6 separate regions of the Sus scrofa genome follow, and all the other regions are linked to region 3. Evidence: chromatin contacts called from public Hi-C data. All regions are on one chromosome and are shown on one strand. The core of a region is the stretch at or near the end of the contact, and the rest is flanking DNA. Distances in the headings are between cores, read along the strand shown. Region 1 overlaps CNIH3 (protein cornichon homolog 3). Region 2 overlaps ARHGAP12 (rho GTPase-activating protein 12). Region 3 holds the start of ISCA1 (iron-sulfur cluster assembly 1 homolog, mitochondrial). Region 4 overlaps ENAH (protein enabled homolog). Region 5 overlaps JCAD (junctional protein associated with coronary artery disease). Region 6 has its middle 24 kb from the start of HNRNPU.

Region 1 (3,127 bases), core at 117-2,616, about 16 Mb after region 3:
AACCCAGAGGGCTCTAGTGGAGTCAATTCACTGTGGAGGACTCCAGGCGATGCCCATGGCACCAACCCAGCTGAAAGGGGGAATCAAAGCAGTTCCAGCACAGCTTGTGAGAGGAGGAGACGATGACCAAGGCTCCTCTCCCTGGGGAGGGCACAGGTGAAGACTGTCAACAAGGAAGGATATCCCTGCCACGTGTCCCAATTGGCACTTGTCTAGGCTGTTCCCTGGACCACATCCCATTTCTGGCCAGGGGTCCCGGGAAGGGTTCAGACCCACTACATAATGGGGCTTTTCGTGGGTGGAACTTCACTGTGAGTGATGATGCCAAGCTTGTGGAAGGGTTAGGAGGTGGTACGGAGAGGGGAGAAGGCAAGAAGGGGTTGACACTTCCTGGACAATGTCGCTGATACTTCAACATTTCTCAAGACTTGTGATTTCCATGAATTTGGACAGGCAGATTAAGGTGACTTTTTATGTGATTTGAATGACATCATCTGCTAATTTGGTACATCCTATATAGGCCGCATGAAGCAACAGTAATTATTTAAGTCAGTATACACCTTAAATGCTATATACATAATTTAAAAGGATACACCTGTGGTGCCATACACATAATAAAAATGCCAGCTATTATTCAAACATGGGTAGTGTTCATATTGAAATATGACCACGCATGATGTTTGAAGTTTCAAACAGCATATACAAGCCAAATGCTTCATTTAAAAATAAAAAGAGATAAAGCAATGTTTATATTGGGATCCATGTTAATTTACTGTGACTGGCATATGAACTGCTGCTTTGATGTGGCCAGCACTGGTATGGCAATTGAAGGGCTTGAGGGCTGGTTTTTTGTTTTGTTTTGTTTTTTTTCCATTATCCTTCATATGGAACAGGAAGAATCTCTCATAACGCTAACCATAGTCTGACTGTTTCAAAGGCAATACCCTCCACACTAAGCCAAGGACCATGGAGCTCCATCCTAACCCACTCCGCGCTTCTCTACCTCAAGGAGAACTCAGTTATTGTTCTGTGACTCCTGGCTAATTCTGGACCCACTAGAGCCCCATAAATCAAAAAGCCTTCCCTATCCCTGAAAAGTCTGGCTATCCAACACTTGTTCTACCGCATAAGCCACTCAACTGAGAAGGGTTTCACACGTCCAGGACAGACTTGGCGGGTCAAAGTGTATTTTGAGATCCCCAGGCTTCTAGGTCTCCTCTGGAACCAGAACAACAATGGGAGGGTCCCCTAGGAAAGGAGAGGACTCAGGCCCCCCACCTCCCCGTCACACACGCCTGCTGGCCGCCCGCCCCCTCCAGCGTAATCACGCTGCGGGCAGGTGAGTCAGAGAGGAGGTGGGCGGCGGTGTTTGGCTTTGCCATGTGCACGGTATCCTGATGCCAGTGACTCCTCCCTCTACCTAAGCCTTCTTCCAAGCCCTGCACCCGGCCAGGCAAAAGGCCTGATTCAGAATCTCTTCTCCTCACCAGCACCCGAGTCTGTTTCCCTTCGATAAAGCGAGTGAGGAAATTGTTGATGTGAACACACAAAAATAGAAGACTTCCTGAATCAGACATGAGTGTGGGGGCAGCGTGAGGCCGAGCTGAGAGCTCAGGCTCGCTGACCGTAATTATCCCTCCCATAGGGCAGCCTTCCTTACCTGGGGCCAAGCAGCTTCTGAGGCCGTGACAAATAGCTGTGCCTGTCGAAACTCCAGAGGACACATTCCTCACCCGGCCTCCCAACCCAAGCTTCGGACCGACAGGTACCAGGAAAGTAAACAGGCTAAACCCATAGCAACAAGAGAGAACTGGTTCTCCTGCTCTCTAGATGGTTCATGACACTTCAATTAAGTTCAACACAATAGAGCTGAATTATTTTTAACCTTCATGGAGCCTCCTGGCTTCAAAGGGGAAATATTCACGGGTAGGGCTGAAGGATGGCTAGAAGCAGAGACCCGAAAAAAAACGCACAAGTACAAATGAGCCATGTATTCAAGGAACCATTTAAGTATGGGACATTTGGTGTGTTGCTTATTTGTCATTGATTTCTCAGAATAACGTAGCACTTTTCCTTCACGCAGTTTCACTGTCACTTGGGCAAATGGCAGAGGGACCCTGAGTCCTGATTTTTCCCCGATAGTTTTGCTGCCATGATGACCAGATCACAGTTGAACAGTTCAAGATCATTCTGCCTAAAGTCAACATGAAGAGTTCCTTCTCTTTTATTTTTGGCATGAAGGGCATCATAGTTTATTTTCTTTTAAGATTTTTATTTTTTCTATTATAGTTGATTAATAATAGTTTATTTAAAAAAAAAAAAACACTGGTCATAATGACCAGCATACACATTGTAATGGCTTTTCTCTTGGGTATTAACACTGCAGTGTTTTTGTACACTGAAATGTTTCAACAGGACCAAGAATGTTAGAGATAGATCTTAGATGAAAATGAACAATATGAAGAGTTCTTTTTTTTTTTTTTTTTTTGACTGCCTCACTGCATAGGGAGTTCTGGGCCAGGGATCAAATCTGAGCCGCAGTTGTAACCTATGTCACAGCTGCAGCAATGCCAGGTCCTTTAACCTAGTGTGCCTGGTCAGGGATCAAACCTGTGTCCCAGCGCTCCAGAGATGCCACCATACCCATTGCGCCACAGTGGGATTCCTGACGAGTTCTTAATGCACAATCTTTTGGACAACTTGGCTCCGTGTCTAAACAAATCTCACTTTTAATAGCTCCACTATGGGGCAAAGGGAGAGAAAGGTCCCATTTCTTCTTTTTATTTATTTATTTATTTTTTCTCTTTAGGCCTGCATGTGTGGCATACGGAATTTCCCAGGCTAGGGGTTAAATTGGAGCTGTGGCTGTGGCCAGATCCAAGCCTCATCTCATGGCTACTAGTCGGGTTCATTACCACTGAGCCACAACAGAAACTCTGGAGTCCAGATTCTTATGTTTAATCTCCCAATTTTTAAATATGGACTATTAGCTTTAAAAAAGTCATCATGTCACCACTTTGCTACCTCCTTTCAATAACTAAAGGCAGTATGACTGGGAACAGGAGAACCACCATGGAAGTCACCCAAGGCTGTTAGACAGCTCTGAGAGCAACCCCCTGTCTGCCCC
Region 2 (3,501 bases), core at 744-3,243, about 13 Mb before region 3:
ACCAATGTTTGACACTGGAAATGACATTTTATGTGTAGGTACGCTATCGGCCTGTGTTCTCCCAGTTGCGGTCATCTTAAATTCCCTGTGTGTAAAGCCCTGGCTCCCAGCCTCTCCTGAACTCGAAAATCCTATTAGATTTTCTATGTTTTTTTCATTTTATTTTTTGTCTTTTTAGGGCCACTCCTGTGGCATATGGAAGTTCTCAGGATAGGGCTAGAATTGGAGCTGTAGCCGCCAGCCTATATCACAGCCACAGCAACACCAGATCCAAGCCGTGTCTGCGACCTACACCACAGTGCACAGCAGTGCTGGATCCATAACCCACTTATCGAGGCTAGGGATTGAGCCTGCCGTCCTCATGGGTATTAGATTCGTTTCCACTGAGCCACGAAGAGAATTCTTTATTAGATTTTCTAGCCAGACCTCTTCTTAACTCCTTATAGCATCTGTGACCTCCACTGCAGCTTGTGGCAATGCTGGATCCTTAACCCAGTGAGCAAGGCCAGGGATCAAACCTGCATCCTCATGGATACTAGTTGGGCTGGTTACCACTGAGCCACAGTGGGAACTTCCCTGAATTGCCCTCGGCATATGGAAGTTCCCTGGGCCAGGGACCGAACTCCAGAGAATGTTTTCACATGGGGTGAAGGAGGCCTACATATAGGCCTAAAAAGATGGAAGAATTCCAGTTTTCCGTGATCCACAGCCCCTGTGATCCTAGAAGACCATGTTTCACCCAGCACCCACATCAGTCCCTGAAGAAAGAACCCCTGAACCCCTCACTCTGGCCGGAAAGTTGATGTATTATTACTGGCGAGGTGAGGGATACCACAACTGCCCATTCCAAGAGCACACGGCCTCCCAAAGCCACACAGACTGAGAAGGAGGAGGAAGTCATTTCACGGATAGATAGATGGTAGCCAACAAAAAGAAAAGAAGGAGTTCCCCTTGTGGCTCATCGGAAATGAACTCGTATCCATGAGGACGTGGGTTCAATCCCTGGCCTCTCTCAGTGGGTTAAGGATCTGACATTGCTGTAAGCTGTGGTGTAGGTTACAGATGCAGCTCAGATCTGGTGTTGCTATGGCTGTGATGTAGGCCAGCAGCTGCAGCTCCAGCTCCGATTCAACCCCTAGCCTGGGAATTTCTATATGCCGCAGTATGGAATTTTGGTGTTTTGACATCTGTGTTGGTTTTGGTAATTTGTCCCGCTTTCAGTTTGGAAAATTTCTATTGACATATCTTCAAGCTCATCAGTTCTTTTCCCAGGTGTGTCCAGTCTCTTGATCATCACATTAAAGTCATTTTCTGTTACAGATATTAATTTGTGGCATTTCTTTTTGATTCTGTTTTACGTTTTTCATCACTCTGCTTGCATTACTCACTGGTTCTTGCATGTTGTCTGCTTTCTCCTTTACAGTGTTTAAAATATTAATAGCAGTTATTTTAAATTCCCTGCCTGATAATTTCAACGTCTGTGGCATATCTGATGTTAGCTTTAGCTCTTTAGATGTTTTTTTCGTGCCTTTTGCCAGGCCTTGTAGTTTTAATTGAGAGCCATTTTTTATTGTGTAATAGGAATGTAAGTAAATAGGCCTCTAGTGTGCATTGTTGATCTGGCTAGAAATTGTACTGTGTTTAGTGTTTGATGTAGTTGTAGGTACCAGAGGGTTTAAATTCTTCAAGTATCCTTGTTTTGGGCTTTTTCTGAGCTTCCCTCCTTAATGTCTGGCTCCGCAGGAAATCTGTCTGCTACCTTCCTGGCTGGGAGGGGTTGAAGTGTCTCATTACTTGGCCCACATGGCTAACATCAGGGTTAGAGAATGGCCTCCTTGGCACTTGGCAGTGTTGAAAGCTCTGACTCTCTCCTGAGCCTCCTCTGTGTGGGTTGGGGGGGCAGTCTTGTGACTGTCTCTCAGTGACTACCCTGCTTCCTTCCTCTGCCTTTTCTGACATCACCCTTGTGGGGGTTTTGGGGTGCCTTGTTACAGCCCTGCTCACCACTGCTGGTGGTGTGTGGGTGGAATCATTGGTTTGCTCTGTGGCCTTTGGCTGGAGTAGAGTGGGGATATCTAAAAGCTTTCAGTCTTGCTGTCCTTCTGCTTTTCTGATTCTTCTGCTCAGTCTAGAGCAGGGATTTGTTGGGGCTTTTTTGGTCTGTGCCATTTGGTGTTTCTGGGTTGCCGACTTCCCCCTTCAAACCTGAGTGTGTGAGTAAACCCAGAGAACACACCAGCATGTTGTTCATGGAGGCCTGAGGTCACAGTTGGTTTACCTTCTCTCTGCCTTTCAGAGTTATCTTCTTTTTGTTTTATATATTATGTCCAGTGTTTTTATTTATTTATTTCCCTTTTCAAAAAAGTGTTGTACCAGTTTTAGCTGTACAGCAGCATGACCCAGTCATGCATACATACACATTCCCATCTTCCGTCACATTCTATCCTGAGGGATTGGATATAGTTCCCTGTGCTGTACAGTAGGACCTCATTGCTTATCCATTCTCAATGGAATAGTTTGCACCTGCTCACCCCAAACTCCCTGTCCATCCATCCCACTCCCTCCCCCTCGGCAACCCCGGGTCTGTTCTCTATGACAGTGAGTCTGTTCTGTTTTGTAGATAGGTTCATTTATGCCATAGTTTAGATTCCACATATAAGTGATATACGGTGTATGTCTTTCTCTTTCTCACTTACCTCGCTTAGTATGAGAATCTCTAGTTGTATCAGTGTTTTTATTTATATGTAGTGACGGGAATAAGGTAAAGTACATTTCCTCCTTTTCCTAGGACTGGAAGCGATTGATGAGTTTTTGAGTGTCTGTTGTCCTGACTTCTTACGGTCTTGTTCTGCTTCTCTCGGGGTGTCCACTCATTGTAAGCTTCCAGAGTGCCCTGCTTCTCTTGGGGTGTCCTCTCATCGTAAGCTTCCTGAGTGCCTTGTCCTTTACATTTGTTGTACTCATCACATGTGTGATCGTCTCCTTCTCACTAGTCAGCCTGTCATCTCCAAGGCCAAGCTCTTTACCATATCCTGTTTGTCTCTGTGTATCAGGTGCCTAGTATGGTTCCCTGGTACGGAGTAGACATGCTAAATGCTTCCCTAATGATGACTATTGTTTACCCATAAATACGTGGAAGGGGAAGGGGAAACCTAGATAAATGTCCCATCACAGATGGCGTGTTTCTCTTTGGAAACCAGTCATCCAGAAGTGCCATGACCATTGACACAGCATAATTTTTATGAAGAATGTTACTAGGAAGGTGGAGTTGGGGATAAAATGTTGTAATGCAATATAGAGATTTCAAAATTTGAGTCAAAAAATCAGAAAATTCAGGTTGGCAGCCCCCCTCCCCCCAGTAAACTGGACTCGTTATATGCAGTATCTTTATCAGAGGAGCAAGTTTTTTGGTCATTTCAAGTTTAAACTAATGGTTGACCTGAAGATGAAACTTTGAAAGTCATTGTTATTAGTTCAGAGTTCCAAATCTTACAGCAGCCT
Region 3 (3,628 bases), core at 200-2,699:
GAAAAAAGGAATGTAGAATATCATATACAAACAGTATAACTTCCTTATGGACCTAAAACAGTGAGCCACCATAAAAATAAATTCGCCCACCTGATCACGACTTTCTTCTGCTTTGCTACAACTAATTTTCTGGCAACAGACTTTCTTGTGGCATTAGATGAAACAGAATCTATGATTCAATATAATTTGTTTTCCGGTCTTTAGGAACTGGAGTGCTTACACAAAAGCTTCTCCTTAATCAGGAGTGGGGTGTGTGTGTGAAAAGAATGTTGAACTGATCATTAGCTTTCCTATGAAATAAATCTTTCAAAACGCAAATAGTGACTGGTTAATGGACACTGGGGTTTTCCTTCGGGTACAGATGTTTCGGAACTACGTAGAAGCGACGGGGGCAAAATACTGCGAATGTACTAAATGCCACCAAATCGAACGCTTTAAAATGGTACATTTTATGTGAATGTTCCCTTAGCTTAAAAAAAAAAAGAAAAAGAAAAAAACACGGCGCAGTACGCCGATGATCCAGCACGCGTAGTAAATTCTTTATCTGCAGCGCGTATGCTGGTGCCCTTTGAATGTTTGACCCTTCACCCAAAAAACACTATAAACTCACTCTGGGCGGAAATGTATCCTTCTTTGTCCCTTTTAAGACGTGACCACGGCCCAACACCGCTGGAAGCAGAGAGTGCGTTTCAAAAACTCTCTTCCACCGTAGACACCAGGAAGTAACCCTTTATGCACTGCAGTCTTGATTTCGCCAGAGCGTGGGCTTTGTCACCTCTGCGCTCTCACCGGCGCTCACGCACTCACACTTCGGCTAGCCAAGGTTCTCCCCAAGCGCCTCAAGGACAGCTACCCAGGTTCATTCATCCAGCTAACCCCGGCACCTGACACACAGATCTCTAAATAACCTACACCCTAGCCCCTACAAGACCTCCGCTGCCCCAGGCTCCAAGAACACCGCGGCTGACTGCTGGGCGCCTAGCTCGCGCCCCCTCCCCCCTCTACGCGGCGGCGCACGGCCTGCTGGGAAACGTAGTTCCCGGGCTCCCGGCTCCCGCGGAGCAGCCCCTCCCGCGCCTGTTTATCTCCCCAGCAGGGACGAGTTCCGAAGGGAGGGGGCGGCGAAGCGGCGGCTGCAGAGGGGGACCAGGGCAACGTCGGCCGGCCGTGCCCCGCCACCCCCCTCGCGGGGGCAGAGGGGAACCAAAGTCACGGGCCCGACCGCGCGTCCTGGCCACTCACCAGGGTGAGGGCGGCCCGGGTGGGCTGCAGCTTCCTCTTGCTCACAGCCCGGACAGTGGCCCGGACTAACGAAGCGGACATCTTCGCCGTCCCGGCGACCCGGTACCTGGGCCGGAGCTCGGCCACCTCAGCCTCTCTCCATGGACACGGCTGGCGCATTGACGCCACAGGCTCCGGCGCACGGTGGCCGAGGCCCCGCCCTGCGCGGGCCCGCCCTCGCCGTGGCCATTGGGCGGGCCGCGTGAGTGATGGCCGGAGGGCGGGGCCGGACGCCCGGGCAGTGGTCACGTGATGTGGGGGCGCAGGGGGCGAGGGAAAGGTCGTCCCTCTGCGCAAGGTCTCAGTGCGCTGTCTCCGTGCAGATTAGGGCATGTGGAGTTAGCTCCGACTTGTGGACTGTGAAAGCGCGTAGTTCCATTACCTGCCTGCGGAGCAAGGTGCGGCGCTGCCGCTTAAGAACGCAAATAAGTCCACCGGCTGGTGCTCTCAAGGACAGAGTGGTTCCGAGGCCCAGACGTAGTACACGTCTGTCTTCCTTTTTGGTCCAGCTAGGGAGTTATTAAGGGCGTAGAATTACCGCAGATTCTCGATAAACAACCTCTCCTTCTCCCCTCCCTCTTTCCACAGGCTGTTTGGGACGTTGAAAGACGGTACTAACGCAGTGTTCTCTTCGGGTGCTGAATTTGGAACACAGTCTTACTCTGAGATGTGACCGGGCAGCTCTGGTAATACTTTTATAGCAAGTACCAGTCAATAGCTAGATTGAATACATGTTGCTTGTTAGATCTTGGGTACTCAGGTGCTTCTGCCTTTTGATTCAGCAAATATTCCTGAGTCGCATGCACTGTGCAGCCTGCAGTATACCCGGGCATACACAGGAAGCCTGGTAAATAGAGGGTTTGGAGAATGAGATCCTGGTAGGATAGAAGTGCAGCAGGGGGGTAAGATGGGAGACCATGAGGAAAGGTGGCATTTCTCCTGGAAGCGCTAGAGGTAAGGGGGAAAGGGAGGAGGTTCTGTGGAGTGGTGCTGGGGAGGAATTCCAGTTCTGTTTTGATAAGGAAAGAACTAATCAGTGAAGTGTTTTTTTAATGCCCGGCCGGGGGCGGGCGGGGTGGGGCTAGGCCAATGACTATCCCCAACCTCCTACAAGAGGAGCTTAGTGTTTTAGGCCCCTTGGAGCCTACAGGATTGTAGTTAGATTTCGTTACATCACTTGTCTCTCTGCTGTTGAAATGCAATCACACTGACATTAAGAGAATGGTTATTTCCCCAGGCCCCACGGTGCACAGAGGAAACTGGGATTAGGCGACGGTAGTGTGGTATGTCTCTCGGCTTCATCTTTAACTAGCTGGTTGATCTGGTATAGGGCATTTTTCTCCTGCTCTTCCTCCTACAGATGTGGTGCAGATTAAACACCACTACTAATTATTAATGGATAATTTTTTTTTTGCTTTTTTTTTTAGGGCCTTACCTGTGGCATATGGAAGTTCCCAGGCTAGGGGTCAAATTAGACCTGCAGCTGCCAGCCTAGGCTGCAGCCACAGCAATGCTGGATCCCAGCCATGTCTGTGACCACAGCTCAAGGCAAGAATGGATCCTTAACCCACTGTGCCAGGCCAGGGGTAGAACCCGCATCTTCTTGCCACTGAGCACAACAGGAACTCCCGTTAATGGATATTTAGAGATGCCATAAAATTGTGTAAACACTCTGTATGGTACAATGTCATTATGCATTTGTCCAAATCAGTAGAATGTGCTATACCAGGAATGAATCTGAATGTAAACAGTGGACTTGGGTGATAATGATGTGTCCATGTAGAGATTCATAGATTGTAACACATGTCCCACTCTGGTGCCGGATGTGGACGGTGGTGGAGATTGGTGCACTGCAGGGCATAAGGAAACTCTACTTTCTGCCTAATTCTGCTGTGAACGTAAAACTGCCCTAAAAGAATTCATTAATAAAAATGTAAAAAAGATGCTATATATCATTTTTTATCAGTTACTGAAAAAAATGTTATGTAGTTGTGCAGCACTTTACTGGGTTTCAGAACCTTTGAGTACATTATCTCATGGGAGCCTCACAACTTTGAGCCACACAGAGCAGTAGCATTGGCATAACTATTTTATAAATGATGCTTAGGAGTTCCCTGGTGGCCTAGTGGTTAAGGATTTGGTGTTGTCACTGATGAGGTTCAAGTTCAATCCCTGGACTGCTGTGGGCATGGCCAAAAAAATCCCATCCCCACTTCATAAATGATGCTTAAACTCAAGCCTTTCAGTATAGTGCTGAATTGGACAGTTTTAAAAATCTACTACTGGAGTTCCCGTCATGGTGCATTGGTTAACAAATCCGATTAGGAACCATGAGGTTGTGGGTTCG
Region 4 (3,268 bases), core at 388-2,887, about 15 Mb after region 3:
ATATAGTTGCAGATGCTATGTATAGTTAGGTTCTTGTGAAACTGCATTTCAACTACAGATCCACAGAAGAGTAAATATAGTTAGGCTGCTTTTCTAGTGTATTTTAATTTGAAATTCACTTATGAGTAAAATTAAACTTTTCTTGAACGTTATTTACTTTTTTGTTGTCGCCTCAACATTATTTAATATTAGCATATTGACTGCAGTGAGCTCTGAAATAATTCTCATGCCTTAAGTGTAACTCTATTAAAATAACTCCGTTCCCTAGCTGGGCATGGTGGGTTAACAATCTGGCCTTGCTGCAGCTTTGGCTTAGGTTGCGACTGTGGCTTGGATCTGTTTCCTGGCCCGGGAACTGCACATGCCAAGGGACAGCCAAAAAAGAAAAAAAAATTACTCAAAGGGTTTTTGTGGTGGTGGGGGTGGGGGGACATTGGGGTGGTAGCATAGAGGATTGGTGTTGGAAGAAGGGTTCTTAAGGAACTTAGGGAATCAGAAATTTGAGACGTGTCCCTAAATTTCTGAAAATGGATGCGGTATGCTATAAAGTGTCCTAGAGCATTGTCCTTTATTAGGAAGGATTTCTAATGAGTGATTTTGTTATATACCCTTGGTTTTTCCTTAGGGAATATCCACAGAGTTATATTTTCTTTGGCTTTAAGTGATATTTGCCCATTGAAGTATTTTATCTTTAACAATTAAAGTAGAAAAATATAGAAAAGGGACAAATTATGGAAAAGAACAGGTTAATCAGTCAACTAATAGATATTGACTAGTTTCACAAGTATTCATTGTTACTGCCAGGTACAGGTCTCTGGCCCAGAGCTGTGTAGATAAAGAAGCGGCCCATCCTTTGAGGTGAGAGTCCCGAGGAATCTTTCAGCTCGGCCGACTGGAAGGCCCTTGAGCTCGCCTCCTCTTAGAAACCGCCAGAATCACAGCTAATTCCTGGAATAAACGTTGATCAGAAAGACTGAAACCTGCCAAAAAAGAGCTTCTACATCTAAAGACATAAGAAGCCACGACGAGACAGCAGGAGGGGCGCACCCGTGAATCCCCTGGCCCGCGGGTGGGTGGTCTTAGGGACTGAGAAGAATTACAGTGCAGAGGCTCTCCCACAGGAGTGAGAGTTCTGAACCCACATCGCGCTCCCCTGCCTGGGAGTCTGGCTTTGGGAAGATGAACTCCCAGAACATTTGACTTTGAAGACCAGCAGGACCTAATTGCAGGAGCTCCACAGCACTGGGGGAAACTCTTCAAAGGAGTACACACAATCTCATGTGCACTGGGACCAACAGCAAAAGCAGTGACTTCATAAGTGCCTGAGCCAGACCTACCTGTTGGTTTGGGGAGGGCGGGGGCGCTGTGGCTCCCTCGGGGGTCATAAAAGCTGGTGTATCAGCAAGTGTTCATTGGCGTGGGCCTCTTGCTTGGATCATTAGCCCCAAGACCTGGCCCCACCAGTAGCCTGTAAGCTACAGTGTGCCAACATCTCAGGCCAGACAGCTAATACCGCCCCACCTCTCAGCAAACTGGCTGCCTGAAGACTTCCTGAACCCACCACCTCCTCCAGAGGGCCAGGACCCAGCTCCACCCACCAGTGGCCAACCACCAGCCCCTCCCATCAGGAAGCCTGCGGAAGCCTCTAGACCAGCCCCACCCACTATGAGGCAGAAACCAGAAGGAAGAAGGCTACAATGCAGCAGCTTGTAGACAGACCAAAACCACAAACGCAGACCCTGGAACCAGCTGGTCCTTGGGTGATGAGAGAGAAGTGCACTGCTGGGAGCATAGGACAGAGACCCACTTCTCCAAAGTCAAGAAACAGCTAACTCACCACATATATAAAAGTACATACAGAAATTTGACAGAATGAGGGGGCAGAGGAGGACTTGGTGATGAGGAGATAGGCCATCTGTCTGATAAAGAGTTCAGAGTACTGTTCCTAAAGCTGCTCCAAGATCTCAGGGAAAGACTGGATGCAAAGAGTGAGAAGTTACAAGAAGTTTTAAGCAAAGAGTTGGAAAAATACACTGGACAGCCAGACAGAGTTGCAGAATGGATTAATGGAAATAAAAAACACTCTGGCAGGAATCAGTAATGGAGTAACTAAGTCAGAAGAACATATCAGTGAGGTGGATGACAGAGTAGAGGAAATCACTGCCGTGGCACAGAAAAAAGAAAAACGAATGAAAAGAAATGAGGACAGTTTAAGAGACCTCTGGGATAACGTTGAACGCACTAACACTCGAGTTATAGGGGTTCCCGAAGGAGAAGAGAGAGAGAAAGGGCCTGAGAAAATATTGGAAGAGATGATAGCTGAAAACTTCCCTAGCTTGGGAAAGGAAGTAGTCAGCAGGCTCAGGAAGCACGTAGAGTTCTGTACAGGATAAACCCAAGGGGAAGCAGCCGAGACGCTGCTAATCACACTGACAGCAGTTAATACAAAGGGAAATTAAAAGCAGCAATAACATACAAGGGAGCCCCCGTAAGGTTGTACTCAGGGGCCTCACATTCCAATAGGGGATGGGGGAAAAAGATGAGTGTACCAGTAAATCAGTAGTCCAGTTATTCTCAGGTTGTAATAAGTGCAAAGCAGCAAAGAATGTGTGGTGGGGAAAGGCGGAGGGAGGAGGGACGGTCTTTCTTAGGGGCTGAAGTTTGAGTTGACGCGAAAGATGAGGGAGGCAGTCCTGGAGCGCTGAGGAGCGTTCCAGATGGAAGGTACACTAGGTCCAGAGGCCTTGAGATAAGAATGAGCTTGCTTGGTTTCACGGGGCAGAAAACAGAAAGAAAATACCGTCACCATAGCAAACCCATTGTAAACCTCCTTTGAGTCTTGTTTTGATGTACAGTTTGGCTTGTGTTTATAGAATTTCTTTTCTGCTTTTATCACATTTGCTTCATAATATAAGCCTTCCCCCTATTTCACAATGAATGCTTTTCATAAACGTTTGGAATTTTTTCATATAATTAATTTTGTAAATGTATCTTGATTTTTCCATTCCCTGATAATTTGATGCTCAGATTGCTTTTCTTCTCTCCCTCCCTGCCTTCCTTTCTTCCTCCCTCTTTTGGATTGAAAGCTTTTTTTTTCTTACATTGGTTCTCAGAAGTAGAATTATGAACTGGGGCCAAGATATGAATTACTTATTGCTACAATACTGTGCAATTACTGGTGGATTGAGAATTCTTAACTACATCCTGGCTTGCCTCATTATCTTTTTTTTTTTGAAAAAAAAATTAAAATTGTAATTAAGTATATATA
Region 5 (3,173 bases), core at 608-3,107, about 12 Mb before region 3:
GCCAGAGTTACTGGGAAGTGGGACCTGTGGGTGAAGGAAGAGGCTGGTCAGCAGAGCAGCAGTGCAGGGAGATGCAATGACAAGGGACAATGTGGACAGAGATTGAGAGGGTCCCACAGGGGACAACTCACAGCCCAAGGCTTCGGCTGACCCACTCACCTTGTTGCTCAGTTTCATCATCCCCACCTGGGAGGAGCCCCAGGCTCCCAGGTCCTGCCCATGGCTGGGCTCGGGCGCAGTGACAGCCCCACACAGCCTGCGGCCTCATGTAGGTGACACACAGAGAACCCACAAAGGGGGGAAATATTCCTGCAGGGACCAGGCAGCCCAGAGGGTCTGCACAGCCTGTGATCTTTACCTCCTCCCCCTCCTCGCTGCTCCCCCAAGGTCAGCAGGTTTCAAGGAAGCCACCAACTGTACCACCTCTCCCATCCCACACCAGCCAATGACCCGGAATGCTCAGCACCCACAGGCTGCCCTGGCTGACACGTACTAGGTCTGCTCCAATGAACTCACATTACAAAAATGTGTGAGTGTTTAAGAAATGCAAAACTCTCTAATAGGTTGCGCAAACCCAGAGCTGAATTAGCAGTGGTGTCGGCTTCAGGAAGCTGGAAGCCCTGGGGACCAGGAGAAGGTGCTCAGGAGCCTGGGGCAGAGAGCATCTCAACTGGAAACCAAGGAAGCCGGCTGGCGAGGGGGGTTTCCTGTGGGGATGGGGGAGAAGTCCGGTGCTTCCCGGTGGGTCAGAGCAGGGAGCCCGAGGTGGCTCCATGTAGATGGCACCTGGGGACAGGAGGGGGTGTGCATGGGGCCGGAGGAGGCCTGCAGGGCCCATGAGAGAGCTGGGGGTCGATGGTGCAGGCAGCAGGGCTGCAGTCAGGGTTCCCAGCCCATCATCTGGGCCTTGCACCCTCATCAAGTTACCAGCCCTGAGACAGACAGCACCACACATCAGACAGAGCTTTAGAAAATGATCCCTCTATGCAAAAAAACCTTAAAAACAAAAAGATAAAGATAAACTATGCAAAACGAGAATGGTCTCCCCACTTGGGCCAAAAGACTTCTCAGCAAGGTCAGCTGGTCCTCCCCCTTCTCTCATCCCTAGAACTCAGAGTCACGTGACCTGACGACCGGGAGAGCTCAAAGCACAGCCTCTTCACCCACTTAGGAAACGTGGACCCTGCAAGTTTGGGAACCGAGTCATGGCTCCAAGTCCATATTCTTTTTTTTTTTTTTTTTTTTTAAGATACTCTGTTCTAAGATGATGCTAATTATCAGTGGGAAATAAGTCCTATCATTCTCACCCAGGAATCCTGATGTTCCAGCCACGCCCCAGATGATGTATGACACTGCCCATCTGTGTGGCCCTGGCCAGCATGCACTGGGTAGCGTCGGCGTTATGACATGGCTCTGATCTGGGAGGACAGATGCGGTTCCTAGGCAGCTCCCCAGACAGGAAGAGGTGCAAACGCAAGCAGGCAGGGTGGGGAGGAAGTGACCGGGTCCTAGCGAAGGCAGGACAGGAGCTCAGAAAAAAGGCACCCCTTTCAAACTGGGCAGGAGAGTGCAGCTGGGCTGGGCTTTTCTCCACGGTGGCACCAAGTGGCCCTTACAGAGTCACTGCCACCCTCTGGGCTTCACACTCTTGGCTATGAAATAAGGACATTGCTGCCCCTCCCCCTGCACTCCCCCTCCACCCCGCCATCCTAGCCAGTTCCCTTTTGGCCCCCGTGGCTTTCCAAACTGCTCTGACCACCACCCTGCCCGGCTGTGCACAGGGCACTGATGGCTGGCCTGTGGTGAGGAGACACGCTCAAGGGTGGATCTTAACCCACCAAGCAGGCAAGACCAGTCACCCCGGGGTGCTGGGGTTGCATAGGGCATCCAAGGCCCCATCTAGATCAAAGCGCAGCCTCTTCACCCACTTAGGACATGTGGACCCTGCATGTCCGGCTCCAGACCTAGAGCCTAGCCGGCAGCGTCACTGTGGGGGCCAGGCCAGGCTGCAGGACCACGGCCGCCCTGTCCAGTGATGGAAGGCTGGGACATGGCCAAGTACCACAGATTCATCCAGAGTCAGAAACCCCACCAGCCAAAGAATTGGATGGATTTCTTTTTCTTTACATTTTTAAGCTTTAACTACAAGCACCTATTTATTTCCTCTCAAAGCACTTTTCTTCTAAAAGAGAAAAAATAATTCTCCTCCCATCTAACTTTCCATTTGCCTCCTGTCATCTACTGGTCACTAAAGAAAGAAAACATCTTTCCATTTCAACCCAGGACACAGGGCATCTGGTCTCTGAAGCTCTAGGTGCTGGCATGGATCCTTGCAAACATGTATGCAGTTTCTCTTTCTACCCTGCAAGGCGACCTGCGTCCCCAAAACTTCTCCTTAGCTCCCAAAGTAACCAGCCAACTAACCAGCCAGAAGTGCCGGGCGGTAGGGGGGTATGGCCAGATCTGTCAGAACTCTGTCGTGTGCATGCAGACTTCCCAGTGCTGCACCTAAACCATCTGAGTGTTTCACTAACGACGGAAAGCAAGCTGCTCACAGGTCTGGGGGCCCAGTGAGCTGTGGATGGGTTGGGAGCCTCACTGCCCATAGGGAATTCTAAAGTGGCTTCTACTGCCTCCCACCTGGGACCCAACTCCAATCTCTGATCCAGCCCTTTATTTATTTATTCATTTTTCCTTTAGGGCCATACCATGGCACATGGAGGTTCCCAGGCTAAGGGTCAAATAAGAGCCACAGCCACAGCCACCGGCCTAGCCACAGCCACAGCAACGCGGGATCCAAGCTGTGTCCACCACCTACACCAGAGCTTGCGGCAACGCCAGATCCTTAACCCACTGAGGCCAGGAATTGAACCCGCGTCCTCATGGATACTAGCAGCATTCTTAACCCGCTGAACCACAATGGGAACTCCTGATCCAGCCCTTTAAGACTGGGACAGAGCCTATGTGACACATTCACCAGGATTCCATGGCCACTCACCTCATCAGAAACTAAATCCTCTGCCTCTCAAAGCTGTTACAAGTGTGGAGGAATGAATGAATGAATGAATCTCGGGCACATACTGAGCCCGCTGTGTGAGCTGCTCTGCAGCAAGCTCTGTAGGGAACACAGCAGGGGGAGCAGCAAGGCACAGCCTCCGTTCTCTGAAAGCCAA
Region 6 (3,286 bases), core at 349-2,848, about 12 Mb after region 3:
GACCCCTGGAACATCTTGTTGCACCGGAAGCAAGGAAGCTGTCAAAGAGGTGGTGTCAGAAGGACACGGGAGCACTGGCAGAAAATGGGGTGGTTTGAGCATCAACTAAACAAGTAAATAACTGCAGCATATCGAGATACATCAAGCATGATCATATCCCCGGTTCATAGTAAGTGCTCCAAAAATAGACTCCTGGGTCACCTTTGAAGGATGTGAAGGAAACGACTCTTTATTCCAAAAATAGGTAGATAAAAATAAAGGAAACACTTATTCTGCCTTTCCTATGTGAACTATCTCTCAGGGTCGTCAAATAGTGAGAAGAGATTCTGCCGATCAAGAAGGAATGACACAATTGAAAATATTGCCAATTTTGAAACCCCTAATGAATAAAGAATCTAAGAAATGATTACCAAGGGGGGCTAAAACCATAGGGAAGAGCTGGTGGGAACTTTATAAGGGACATACAGGTTGATAGTATCGGACAATAGATACTGTCATCACACACACACGCACATACAACAAAAGCCACGAGGTGTTATGTGCCTTCGATGTGGCCCAGTGAGAAACATGCCGCCTGGGAAGTATTCATGCCCTAGATTTGAACTTGATCGAGCCTCTGTTTGTAACTACTACCTTAAAGGTAGTTTGTACTCTTAGTATTTATTCTTTTTCTTTTTTAAGGCTGCACCTGCAGCATATGGAGGTTCCCAGGCTAGGGGTTAAATCAGATCTGCAGCTGCCAGTCTACGCCCCAGCCACAGCAACTAGGGATCCGAAGCCGCATCTGCCACCGACAAGAAAGCTCCCAGCAACGCCGGATCTTTAACCCACCGAGCAAGGACAGGGATCAAACCCACATCCTCATGGGTACTAGTTGGGTTCTTAACCTGCTGAGTCACAAAGGGAACTCCCAATGTTTATTCTCTTTTATCCGCAAATGAGCAAATACTAAATGAAACCCCAACAAAAACCATAAGACCCATGTCAAACTGGGCCCCTTGTAATGTGGAGCCTGGTTAAAAATTTCAAGTAAGTAAATACAGCTGCCCCCAGTAACAGAACCATTACATGCCTGAGATGAAGCTAGCTCTGCTTATGACAAGTGAAAACTGCAGAGCAGACAGGGCTTTTAGACTTCCAGGTGTGCATGGACTATCTTTTTGCCCTGAGAGAGGAGATGAACTTGGGTTCACACGTGCCATACCTTTAAAATATTTTACTACTGTGTCCAAGAAAATGATGTTACCTAAGCAAGCAGACATCTGACAGCTGACTCATCTGTCAAGAATCCCTGTCTCAGAGTTCCGGCTGTCGCACAACAGGATCTGAAGTGTCTTGGGAGTGCTGGGATGCAAGTTCAATCCCCGCTCGGCCCAGTGCGTTAAGGATCTGGCGTTGCCTAAGATGCACCTTAGGTCACAACTTCGGCTTGGATCTGATCCCTGGCCCAGGAACTCCATATGCTGCAGGGCGGCCAAAAAAGGTGGAAGTAGGGCGAAGGGCGGGGCGGAATACCCCTCAGTGTGAAAGAAGTGGAACTGTGTTTCTGACAAGCCACAGCTCTCCAGCCCCGGGACATGTATGTGAGAGAAGCAGGTGTGGATCGCTGGGAAGCTGTGGAGCGAACTGCGCAGGCGCGGGGTTGTCCTCAAGCGTGTTTGCCACGGTCTCCTGGGTCCTGCCGCGTGGTCCCCAGAGAGGACAAGGGCCCATCACGCACACTGTCTGCCTCGTTATTGCCTTACGTCTGTTCATGTTTGTGAGCCGGGCTCCAAAAACCCCAGCGCTTCAGGCTCCCTCCTAGTCTCCAGTACCAAAGTTTGTACTCCTGAATGAAGGCGTGAATATTTGCGTATCATTTTCACAAATAACTTAATTGCGTGTAATCTTGAAAACCACAACTCCTAAACATGACCAGTTGGCCGACAGTGCCTAATATATTGCACATCTAATTAGAATTGTTTAGCTCGCCGCTTTGCACCTAAGAACACGGATAGTTTTTTAACTCTCAGAGGCCACATGAAAAGAACATGAAGAGTTCCCCTTGGGGCGCAAGGGGATCAGTGGCATCTCTGCAGCGCCAAAGTGGAAGGTTTGATCTCAAGCCCAGCACAGTGGGTTAAAGGATCTAGTGTTGCCACAGCTGTGTTGTAGGCAGCAGCTGCAACTCGGATCTGATCCTGACCCAAGAACCTTATACGCCATGGGACAGCCGAAAAAGGAACAGAACATGAATGACAAGGAATTAAATTACAATATAAAAATGATTCCTAAGTTCCCATTGTGGCTCGTAGTAACCAACTTGACTAGTATCCATGAAGATTTGGGCGTGATCCCTGGCCTCGCTCAGTGGCTTAAAGGATCTGTTGTTGCCACAAGCTGCAGAGTAGGTCACACACGTGGCTCGGATCTAGCGTTGCTATGGCTGTGACGTATAGGCGGCAGCTGCAGCTCTAATTCGACCCCTAGCCTGGGAACTTCCATATGCTGCAGGTGCAGCCCTAAAAAGAAAGAAAAACAAAAACAAAAATGATTCCTGGATGCTTCCATTAGAGAGACTATAAAAATTATTAATGTATAGGAAGATTTCAGAGTCCAGTGGATTCTTTAATTTACTTTTGTTTTCAAATGCACCGAAGAAATCACTAAATCCTACTTTTTTTTTTTTTTTTTTTTTTTTTGTCTTTTTGCTATTTCTTAGGCTTCTCCCATGGCATATGGAGGTTCCCAGGCTAGGGGTCTAATCGGAGCCGTAGCCACCGGCCTACGCCAGAGCCACAGCAACGCGGGATCCAAGCCACATCTGCAACCTACACCACAGCTCACGGCAACGCCGGATCCTCAACCCACTGAGCAAGGCCAGGGACCGAACCCGCAACCTCATGGTTCCTAGTCGGATTCACTAACCACTGTGCCACGACGGGAACTCCTAAATCCTACTTTTAAAATGATTTTGAAAAAAAGTGTATTTGGTCCCAAAGAGCCCAAGTGACATCTTTTCCTATTCTTCTAAGTCCTGCCGCAAACTGACACATCAGTAAGAAAAGATCCAAGGTGAATCCTGGTATTTATCTTACTTCTCTTTGCCTTTTCTCATGGAAATGTGGTGAATGCAGTTTCCTCTTAATGGTAGTATTTAGCCCAAGTTCCAGGAATTCAAGGGGTTTTTTGGGGGTGGGGGGAGAATGGGATACGAATTGGGGCTGAGTCCGAACTTTTTGACTTGTGTAGGTTGAATCTGAAGGGAAATTTCCTTGCACAGGAGGAAAAGTAATGGATTAGTGTC

Evidence for each region. A called contact is a pair of places that touch in the nucleus more often than the background predicts.
Region 1: a contact with region 3 is called in a Hi-C map of omental adipose tissue, with 9 times the contacts expected there. The contact joins the enhancer-like site here to the promoter of ISCA1 in region 3. A contact is called at or near these places in 5 of 47 Hi-C or Micro-C datasets (epiblast stem cells, mesenteric adipose tissue, omental adipose tissue and 2 more).
Region 2: a contact with region 3 is called in a Hi-C map of embryonic fibroblasts, with 10 times the contacts expected there. The contact joins the enhancer-like site here to the promoter of ISCA1 in region 3. A contact is called at or near these places in 5 of 47 Hi-C or Micro-C datasets (embryonic fibroblasts, mesenteric adipose tissue, omental adipose tissue and 2 more).
Region 4: a contact with region 3 is called in a Hi-C map of omental adipose tissue, with 7 times the contacts expected there. The contact joins the enhancer-like site here to the promoter of ISCA1 in region 3. A contact is called at or near these places in 4 of 47 Hi-C or Micro-C datasets (embryonic fibroblasts, omental adipose tissue, retroperitoneal adipose tissue and 1 more).
Region 5: a contact with region 3 is called in a Hi-C map of retroperitoneal adipose tissue, with 6 times the contacts expected there. The contact joins the enhancer-like site here to the promoter of ISCA1 in region 3. A contact is called at or near these places in 5 of 47 Hi-C or Micro-C datasets (embryonic fibroblasts, mesenteric adipose tissue, omental adipose tissue and 2 more).
Region 6: a contact with region 3 is called in a Hi-C map of fetal skeletal muscle, with 20 times the contacts expected there. The contact joins the enhancer-like site here to the promoter of ISCA1 in region 3. A contact is called at or near these places in 8 of 47 Hi-C or Micro-C datasets (embryonic fibroblasts, epiblast stem cells, fetal skeletal muscle and 5 more).

What each region holds. Positions count from the first base shown.
Region 1 is chr10:12,776,845-12,779,971 of Sscrofa11.1, reverse strand. All of the region lies in intron 3 of CNIH3 (protein cornichon homolog 3), which reads right to left. Among named protein-coding and RNA genes, the nearest start is that of WDR26, 22 kb to the right of the region's middle. Within about 2 kb of position 1,366, at least 13 of the 83 cell types and tissues checked have an H3K27ac peak or open chromatin away from gene starts, as enhancers often do. A contact at or near this core is called in omental adipose tissue and retroperitoneal adipose tissue, where this site is marked.
Region 2 is chr10:42,546,878-42,550,378 of Sscrofa11.1, reverse strand. The region is part of intron 3 of ARHGAP12 (rho GTPase-activating protein 12); the gene reads left to right. Among named protein-coding and RNA genes, the nearest start is that of ARHGAP12, 29 kb to the left of the region's middle. Within about 2 kb of position 1,993, at least 29 of the 83 cell types and tissues checked have an H3K27ac peak or open chromatin away from gene starts, as enhancers often do. A contact at or near this core is called in embryonic fibroblasts, mesenteric adipose tissue, omental adipose tissue and 2 more, where this site is marked.
Region 3 is chr10:29,063,956-29,067,583 of Sscrofa11.1, reverse strand. ISCA1 (iron-sulfur cluster assembly 1 homolog, mitochondrial) reads right to left here and starts at 1,449. Exons shown (of 4, transcript XM_003357702.4): 1 at 1,243-1,449. The coding sequence starts at 1,401. It overlaps LOC102160368 (a long non-coding RNA gene), which reads left to right and starts at 1,473. Exons shown (of 2, transcript XR_001304283.2): 1 at 1,473-1,679; 2 at 1,870-3,628.
Region 4 is chr10:13,567,025-13,570,292 of Sscrofa11.1, reverse strand. The region is part of intron 1 of ENAH (protein enabled homolog); the gene reads left to right. Among named protein-coding and RNA genes, the nearest start is that of ENAH, 41 kb to the left of the region's middle. Within about 2 kb of position 1,637, at least 24 of the 83 cell types and tissues checked have an H3K27ac peak or open chromatin away from gene starts, as enhancers often do. A contact at or near this core is called in omental adipose tissue, retroperitoneal adipose tissue and subcutaneous adipose tissue, where this site is marked.
Region 5 is chr10:40,968,600-40,971,772 of Sscrofa11.1, reverse strand. The region is part of intron 2 of JCAD (junctional protein associated with coronary artery disease); the gene reads right to left. Among named protein-coding and RNA genes, the nearest start is that of JCAD, 60 kb to the right of the region's middle. Within about 2 kb of position 1,857, at least 6 of the 83 cell types and tissues checked have an H3K27ac peak or open chromatin away from gene starts, as enhancers often do. A contact at or near this core is called in retroperitoneal adipose tissue, where this site is marked.
Region 6 is chr10:17,519,228-17,522,513 of Sscrofa11.1, reverse strand. No RefSeq gene overlaps it. Among named protein-coding and RNA genes, the nearest start is that of HNRNPU, 24 kb to the right of the region's middle. Within about 2 kb of position 1,598, at least 4 of the 83 cell types and tissues checked have an H3K27ac peak or open chromatin away from gene starts, as enhancers often do. A contact at or near this core is called in fetal skeletal muscle, where this site is marked.